Regions from separate parts of the Sus scrofa genome. Here region 1 is linked to region 2. Evidence: chromatin contacts called from public Hi-C data. All regions are on one chromosome and are shown on one strand. Each heading gives the region's core, a stretch centred on a gene start, on an enhancer-like site or on the middle of the called end of the contact. The rest is flanking DNA. Distances are from core to core; before and after follow the strand shown.

Region 1 (3,621 bases), core at 1,001-3,500, 61 kb before region 2:
ACCAAGTTCATGTGCATCTGCTCTATGAAGCTTTAATGCCTCATCACTCCAGCCTCACTTAGACACTACTCTCAACCCCTAGAGCACACTGAATGAAATAATTATATGATCACCACATAGCTCTTTAATGTCATGTTATTTTTTTCCTTCTTGGATTAGTCCTGCCTTCCTGTGCTGGACACCTGCTGTTCTTGCCACTCCTTCTGGTATTGGTGTCCCAGGTCCTTACCTGGGGACAACCAGCCCCTCTTTGATTCCCAGCCCTGCCCCAGAAGTGGAACATGTGAACCCCCAGGAACAGACACATAACCCAGCCTAAATCAGTGACAGTCAGGCCCAAGACTCTCATTCAACCTTTTTTTTTTTTTAACCTGCGGCATAGGGAAGTTCCTAGGCCAGAGATCCACTGTGGCAACGCCAGATCCTTTAACCCACCGCACCAGGCGAGGAATGGGACCGGCATCTCTGCAGAGACCTGAGCCACGCAGTCGGATTCTTAACCCACTGCACCACAGCGGAAACTCCTCTTTGAACTTTTATTAGGGCAAGAGACACTCTCCTGCTGGACTCAATGATGAAAAAATGTAGAGCTGGGGTGATCAAAGCCATCTTGCCACCAGGAGGGTGAAGATAAACACTGAGCAAGTGGCACTGAGACAAAAGTAGCAGGGAGTAGTCAACTCGCCGAGCCTCTGGGCCAAATGACACTTGGACTTTGTGTATTTGGGTCAGTAAGTTCCCTTCTTGATCAAGCCAGCTTGAGTTATTCAAACCAGTTTTATTTTTTGCATCCATATGTTTTTGTTTGTTTGCTTGCTTCTTTAGGGCCACATCTGAAGCATATGGAAGTTGACAGGCTAGGGGTGAATCAGAGTTGCAGCTGCCTACACCACGGCCACAGCAACACGGGATCCAAGCCGTGTCTGCATCCTACACCACAGCTCACAGCAACACTGGATCCTTAACCCACTGAGCTAGGCCTGGGATCGAACCTGCATCCTCATGGATACTAGTCACGTTCTTAACCTACTGAGCCACAATGGGAACTCCCAAAACCAATTTTAAATAGAGTCCTAAATCATTTACCAATTGGATTTTAAACTCCCTGAGCCGGATTTAAGTGTCCTCTGGTGCCCAACAATACCAAGAACAGTGTTCAATGTCTAATGCACACGTTGGGTCCAGGGCAGTGTTTTATTTTGCTCTGTTTTGGTCCCAGCACCTAATACCATGACAGACACATCAAACATCAAACATCTGTACGTTATACCTCAGAACTCAGGCTTCCAAATGGAATAAGATCCTCTCCTAAAGGTCCTGACCCCATTACCGCCAGTGGTGGAGACAATGCCGCTAGGAAAGCTGTGCTGCCCACCCTCTGCCCAGCCCTCGGACAGCCAGGAAGAACAGGTGGGCACAACCGCTAACCACTTTAGGTCGGTGAGTGAGTTTTAGGAATGAAGCTCTGGTCTTTCTGTCAAAGCTCCACATTTCAAGGGACTAATACTGGCCTTTTCAAGGAACTTCTTACCTTTCATTTTTTACTTTCATGGGGCTCTAACAATTCCTCCCAGGGCAATTTCAGATTTCTGTCTTCACCTGAAGGATTCCAAAAGGATGTTTTTAATCTCTCTACACTATAGAGCAAAAGAACAGAACAGTGTCCCTGGAAGACTATTTTTACAAAAACAACTAGAAAAGAAAAAAAAAAAGCTAAAACTAATTTAGATTCCATAGCACTCAACATTGTGTATTTCTTCTTTTTTAGTTGTGGCAAGACAATATCACAGGTCTATTCCCTCTTAAGTTTTTAAGTGGACAATGTATCATGGGTCAGTATGGGCCCAAGGTTGCAGAGCAGGGCTCTAGAACTTAATCACCTTGCTCTTTGCTCTTAATTAAAATATCTTCTCAAAGAATATGCCCACCAAGGACAATGAGATCTGATGATACTGCTTGAATTTTGGAAAGATTTTCTCTATCCACCTGACTCTTTGAAAGGCATACAGTATTGCAGGCCTGGCCACCTGCAAAGCTTAAAGTTCAGGCATGAGATGGGAGAAGGTAGATGGGAATTTTTTATTATTACGATAACTGCTATTTTATTTTTTTACTGTGAGTTTTTAAATGGGTACAATCATGCTAAATTTCAGATCCAGCATCTTTTGGGGGGGCGGGGGAGGGGAGGTATAAGCTAGCACTATTGTGAAATCATTTTCAAAAGGCCTTACAAAAGGGACCAACCCATTTTGGGGTTTACAAACCATAATGAGGTCATGATAACAGAAACATGTGGCACCCAAAGGACAGACAGGAAAAGAAACGGGTCATTTTCCCCAAGTAATCAGCTATGAATAGATTGCAAAACTACTCGACTCACCCAGGGGGAAATCGTTTTCTATAAATTTTTGTTGATCTTCTCAGAACTAGACTTGCAAGGGTTTGCTCTAAGTTGAACATGTGGCAACAAAATGTCACGCCATGATATAAATCATTTTAGAAAAATACTGCCAATTAGAAAATGCAACGGTTCTGAAAAATGACTCCAAGTATTGAATGTGACATAAACTGCAATGAAAGAGATTTTTTTTTTCCTGGAAAGAATTGCAACACGATGCAACATCATACCATCTTTAACACTTGAAGTACATGCCCAGGTGGAGAAATTAGTCATGGTACATTAATGTTTTACATACATACAGGAATCTGAGAACTTTGAAAAAATGTACGTTGCTTTGATGCAAATATATTGAGAAGAAAAACTGAGAAGGATAATCGGTTTAAACTACAAAAAGGTCAAAATACAGTGAGACAGAGAAAATAACTCAAATTCAAGAATCACAATTAGAAGAAATTCCATACCTATCTGGTTAAAAAAAAAAAAAAAAAAAAAGCCTCAAAAAAACAAGAAGCTTCTTTCACTAGATTTTTACCAAATCTCCTCTATCTCCCCAACCCACGGGGATTATATAGTTGCTATGTAGCGAAAGATCCCACAGGAATGCGAATGAGGATGTCCTCCTTTTTAATTAACTCTAAGCCGCTATCCTAAACCCAGTAATATCCGAGGCATTTTACATATATTATCTCATAAGGTCTGCAGAACAATTCCATTAGATATGAATTTTTAATCTGCATTTTAAGGGGAGGGAACCCAGTTCAGAGCAGTTAAATAACTGGCCCAAGATCACAAGGTCACATTTCATCCCACCGCAAAACCCAGGTCCTTTTGATAAAAGGACCCAGAGAGGCTCTCCAGGCTCCTGGGGGCTGCCTGGGGCAGCTCAGCGCTGAGGAATGTGCCCCAACCAGAAAGAACCTCAGAGATCAGGAGCCAGCCCTGGCTTCCCTCGGGCCAGACACACCACCAGCCCTCCGGCCTCAGCACACACGGAGGTTGGACTGGGTGCGTCCTGGCTTCTGGTTCTGAGAGTTGAATTCGGTTTGAGAATATCTAGCTTGAACCATTTAATCATTTTCTTTTTCTTTTCCTAAGCATACATCACCCGAGGCACTCACAATACCTGTTCCTCTGCACTTTTGAGCCACAAAATAACTCAATTACCCTAAGGACACGCTGGACGGAGGGTTTTCATTGATCCACTGGAGATCTTCCAGAGG
Region 2 (4,005 bases), core at 997-3,496:
TTATTTTTATAAGTTTTAAGTACTTTCAAAAGCATTTCCAATTAGCAAGGAACTCTAAAACAAATGTAGCAATTCAAAAGTAGAAAGCAGCAACAGAAGTGGGTACAGTAAAACACACGCAATTACAAGGCTTTCTAAAGTAAACTGGAGTTCCAACTAATTCCCAGAGAGCACACTCTCTCGTTGGCAATATTATCACCACTGCTTTACTAGATTAAACCCTCAGACACAAACACTCCCCTGACCAGAACTTCAAAGGAGATAAAAGCACCCATATATGCAGAACTAACAACATTAATTTTTCAAAAAGTAAATAACGTAATAACAAAAAAGCTGAACAGATTCAGAAACAAAACTCTGAACTGTACACTTATTACATAGGAAAAATAACATTTTATTTACTGTAATAAAACTTAGGGGAGTTTTGGTGCAGTAACATTTTCTGTTGCAAAAGCTTACATTCCTAATTGCTAAAGAAGTTATTAGCAAGTTAACATGAACTTCAATGGATCAGGCATTAGGCTGAAAGAAATAATCATTCTTCGACTTTCTACAGTCATTCCTTGCAAATACAATCAATCCTGCTACAGTTTCACCTTCCCCCCCCCCCACTCAGCTTGGGAAAGAAGAAAAAAAAAATACATACAATGCTTTTGAATCATTTAAACTAACTTCCTTAAACTGAGAATGTTCTTTTAAAAAACAAAAAACATGGTTTTCTGTCATTTCTATTATGCTGAAAAGGGCCCACAGACACCCATGCAAATCAAAAGTAAGGCAGGCAAGCTTATACTTTTCCTCAGACGCTGACTGCAGTGAGTAAGGTCATGGTCAAAATGCACAGGCTCATTTAAACTTTCATGGCTCAGCCAACAGCTCCTATCAGGTTTCCTGATCCTAAGGAGATTAAAACTGCAAGAGTTTCTCCCGGTAAGGTCGGCAGGAGGCTATTTCGGACCCTCAAACCGCAGTCCGCAGAGCCCGCAGCCGCGCATCTTCAGCACCTCTGGCTGTGTGTGTTAGGCTAACCTTTCCAAGCGTCCTCTCCAACCTTTGAAACAAACCCCCCAAACGGATGCAATCAACTCAAGACCGCCTTCCATCGCTCCCGGCGAGACCTACCCCCAACCCCCGCTCCCGAAGTCATCCCCAGGCCGCCTTCCGCAGTCGGGGACTTCGGCCTGGCTCCCCAAGGTGGGGGAGGAGGTGTGGGGAGCAAGACTCCCCGCCAAGCAGCTCTTCAGCAGGCAGAGCGGCAGTGCGATGCGGGAGAGGAGCAGAGGAAGATGCTAAACCCCAGTGCCATATTTACACTGGCTTTTTCTTTGCCAAAAAGATTTCTTGTGTCCAAGAATATCGCCTTTAAAGGTAAAAAAAAAAAAAAAAAAAAAAGGACCTAAGCACCAAGCCGCTGCCCAAGCTCCCCGATCTCCAGTATTCTCACCCCTGTCCCCCGTGCGGGGTTGCCGCCAGGCGCTCCCTAGCCTCGGACAGGTACACCTGCAGAATCACGGAGGATCGGGCCGCCCCCGCAGAGGAAGCGATCGCCAGGACTCCGACCCCAGCAGCCCCCGCTGGGGTGATAGCCCAGGCGGAGTCGTGCCCCGCACAAACTTCCCAGTTCCTGGGCTCCGGGGACAGATCCGCCAGCGAGCGGACGGACGGACTGGGGGCGACAATGGTACCGGCCGCAGAGCTCAAAATGCAGATGGGACCCTTGTCCTACATCCAGCCCTAGGTCCAAAGGGGATCCAAGTGGCGCCCGGGCGGCCCCCGAGGGGCTGGCGCGCTGCGCGGGGCTGCGGCCACCGAGGCGCTTCGGCTAGCGGGCAGCCCCAGAAGGCTAGCAGCCCGAAGGCTGGGGCCCCGCTCGGGCTCCCAGCCCCGCAGCAGCTGCAGCGGGAGGAGGAGGGGAGAGGGGAGGAAGAGGAGGAGGAGGAAAGGGACTGCGCGCCGCAGCCCGAGTCCTTACCGAGTGGTTTACCCCCCACATCAGGACGCTGAGCAGCGGATCGCTGGCCCGAAAGAGCTTCACTTTCTGCGCTACGAAGTGCTTCTTCTTCGTCTTGGTCTTGCTCGCCAGGACGGAGGACCCCAGGTTGCCGGGGGTCGCCATGGCCGCCGCCTCTGTCCCCTCCACCGCCGCGCTCCCGAGGCCGGGGACCCGCCCTCTCTACACGCCGGCCCGGGGAGGCAGCCGCATCCCCCCCGGCGGCGGCCCCGGCGCTCTGTGTCCGCTGCGCCCACTGGCGCGCTCGCCCCGCTCCGCCCGCAGTGCCCGCTCGGCCCGGCTGGAGAGGGAGGCTGTGCTCGGCTCGCGCCCCGGCCGGGATCCCGCGCCCGCCGCGGCTCCGCGCTCAGCCCGCGGCTGGACCAGGCGCGCCGCGAGCGGCTTCCGCGTTGGGCGCCGGCGTCATGACGCAGGGGGCGGGCGGGCAGCAGCTGCGGCGCCGCCGGGCGGGGCGCGGGGCGCGGCCGCGGGACCGTTAAGCTGCGCCCTCGCGCTCCAGCTCCTGCCCGGGCTCCGCGGCCCGGGGGACGCCGGCGAGCTCGGGGCGGACGCTCCCCGCCGGCTGAGGAGGCCGCGGGGTGGGCATGCGGCGCAGGGAGCGTGAGGACTCCCGCAGGGCGTCCCCTTCTGCCCGGGAGAAAAAGAGGAAGGGGTGGAGGCAATGGGGAGGTCGGAGGAGAGGAGACCCCAGAGGCGGTGGTGAGGCTAAGGAAGGAGGCTCGGGGCACCGCCGCTCTCCGGTGCCAAGAATCGGGAGACCTAGAGAGATCTGAAACCCTGGTGGAGACCAGAGCTTCCCTAGCACCGGGGAAACGGACCTGGACACATTGTTGGCCTCCTCCCAAAGGAGCCCTGCAATGAATTTATTAATCCCTTTGTGCTTTTAACCATCGAGCCTTTTGAACCCTGAACTTGGGCCTTCCCACGCGCATGCAGAAGGGAGACGCTCACCCAACCCCCGGGACTGTCTTTCCCACCACAACTCACGGTCGCCAGGGACAGGACCCTGCATGCCTCATCCAGAGCCTTTGGTTTGGCCCAGAGAATCCTGCCCCAAATTGCACCTTCTACGTCAAATCCTCCGAGGTTTCCTACATCTCTTCTTTTTATCCGTTCCACTCACCTTCCACGGAAATCTTTCCATTGTCTTCATCCACGTACACCTAAATTTAGCCCTTCTGAATGCTAGGAACACCTGACTCACCTCAGGAAGCTGCCTTTCCAAGCATGTCTAAAAATCTGCTGTCCCTGTATCTTCTCCAGTAACCAGCATCCTGGTCTAGGCACTTACCCTATTCAGGCTACCCGGCAAGATTATATGTCTACTGTCATTGTTACTCCCCCAAATGCAGTGGTTTCCTGCTGTGTGCCTAGCAATCTGCTTGCTTCTGTCAGGGAAAGACAGGATGACAGACCCTTATGCCTTACGGAGCGGAGCTTGAGTCTCAAGGGGTAGGAAGTGACAGATCTCGGGGTCACCTTCCTTTGCTCCTTTGTTCTTAAACATAAGGGTTGCCCCAAAGTCCTCTTACTCTCTTGCTTCATACTGTTGTCCAAAATGTTATCTGTTCCCCCGGCCTCAACCAGAACCACACTTACTGTTTTAAAAAAAAGAACCTGGAGTTTCCATGGTGGCTCGGTGGCTCAGCAGAAACCAATCTGATTAGTATCCAAGAAGATGCAGGTTCGACCCCGGGGCCTCACTCAGTGGGATAAGGATCCAGCGTTGCAGGGAGCTGTGGTGTAGGTCAAAGATGCAGCTTGGATCCCATGTTGCTGTGGCTGTGGGGTAAGCCCGGCAGCTACAGTTCCAATTCGACCCCTAGCTGTGGGTTTAGGCCCTAAAAGACAATAATAATATTAATAATTTTTTTAAAAGAACCTAAATTTGTAGTGAGAAGAGACAGGGTTGCCCAGTGCTCCCAATGAGCAAACCAGTGAAACTCTCTGAGTCTCAGGTTTGTCATGTTACTAAAATCAGACACAGATGTCAC

Evidence for each region. A called contact is a pair of places that touch in the nucleus more often than the background predicts.
Region 1: a contact with region 2 is called in a Hi-C map of blood, with 2.4 times the contacts expected there. The contact joins the enhancer-like site here to the promoter of PIP4K2A in region 2. A contact is called at or near these places in 6 of 47 Hi-C or Micro-C datasets (alveolar macrophages, blood, embryonic fibroblasts and 1 more) and 1 of 2 datasets of contacts at active chromatin or transcription factors (alveolar macrophages).

The regions. Positions count from the first base shown.
Region 1 is chr10:52,284,415-52,288,035 of Sscrofa11.1, reverse strand. All of the region lies in intron 1 of PIP4K2A (phosphatidylinositol-5-phosphate 4-kinase type 2 alpha), which reads right to left. Among named protein-coding and RNA genes, the nearest start is that of PIP4K2A, 62 kb to the right of the region's middle. Within about 2 kb of position 2,250, at least 7 of the 83 cell types and tissues checked have an H3K27ac peak or open chromatin away from gene starts, as enhancers often do.
Region 2 is chr10:52,222,774-52,226,778 of Sscrofa11.1, reverse strand. PIP4K2A (phosphatidylinositol-5-phosphate 4-kinase type 2 alpha) reads right to left here and starts at 2,246. Exons shown (of 10, transcript NM_001195781.1): 1 at 1,973-2,246. The coding sequence starts at 2,116.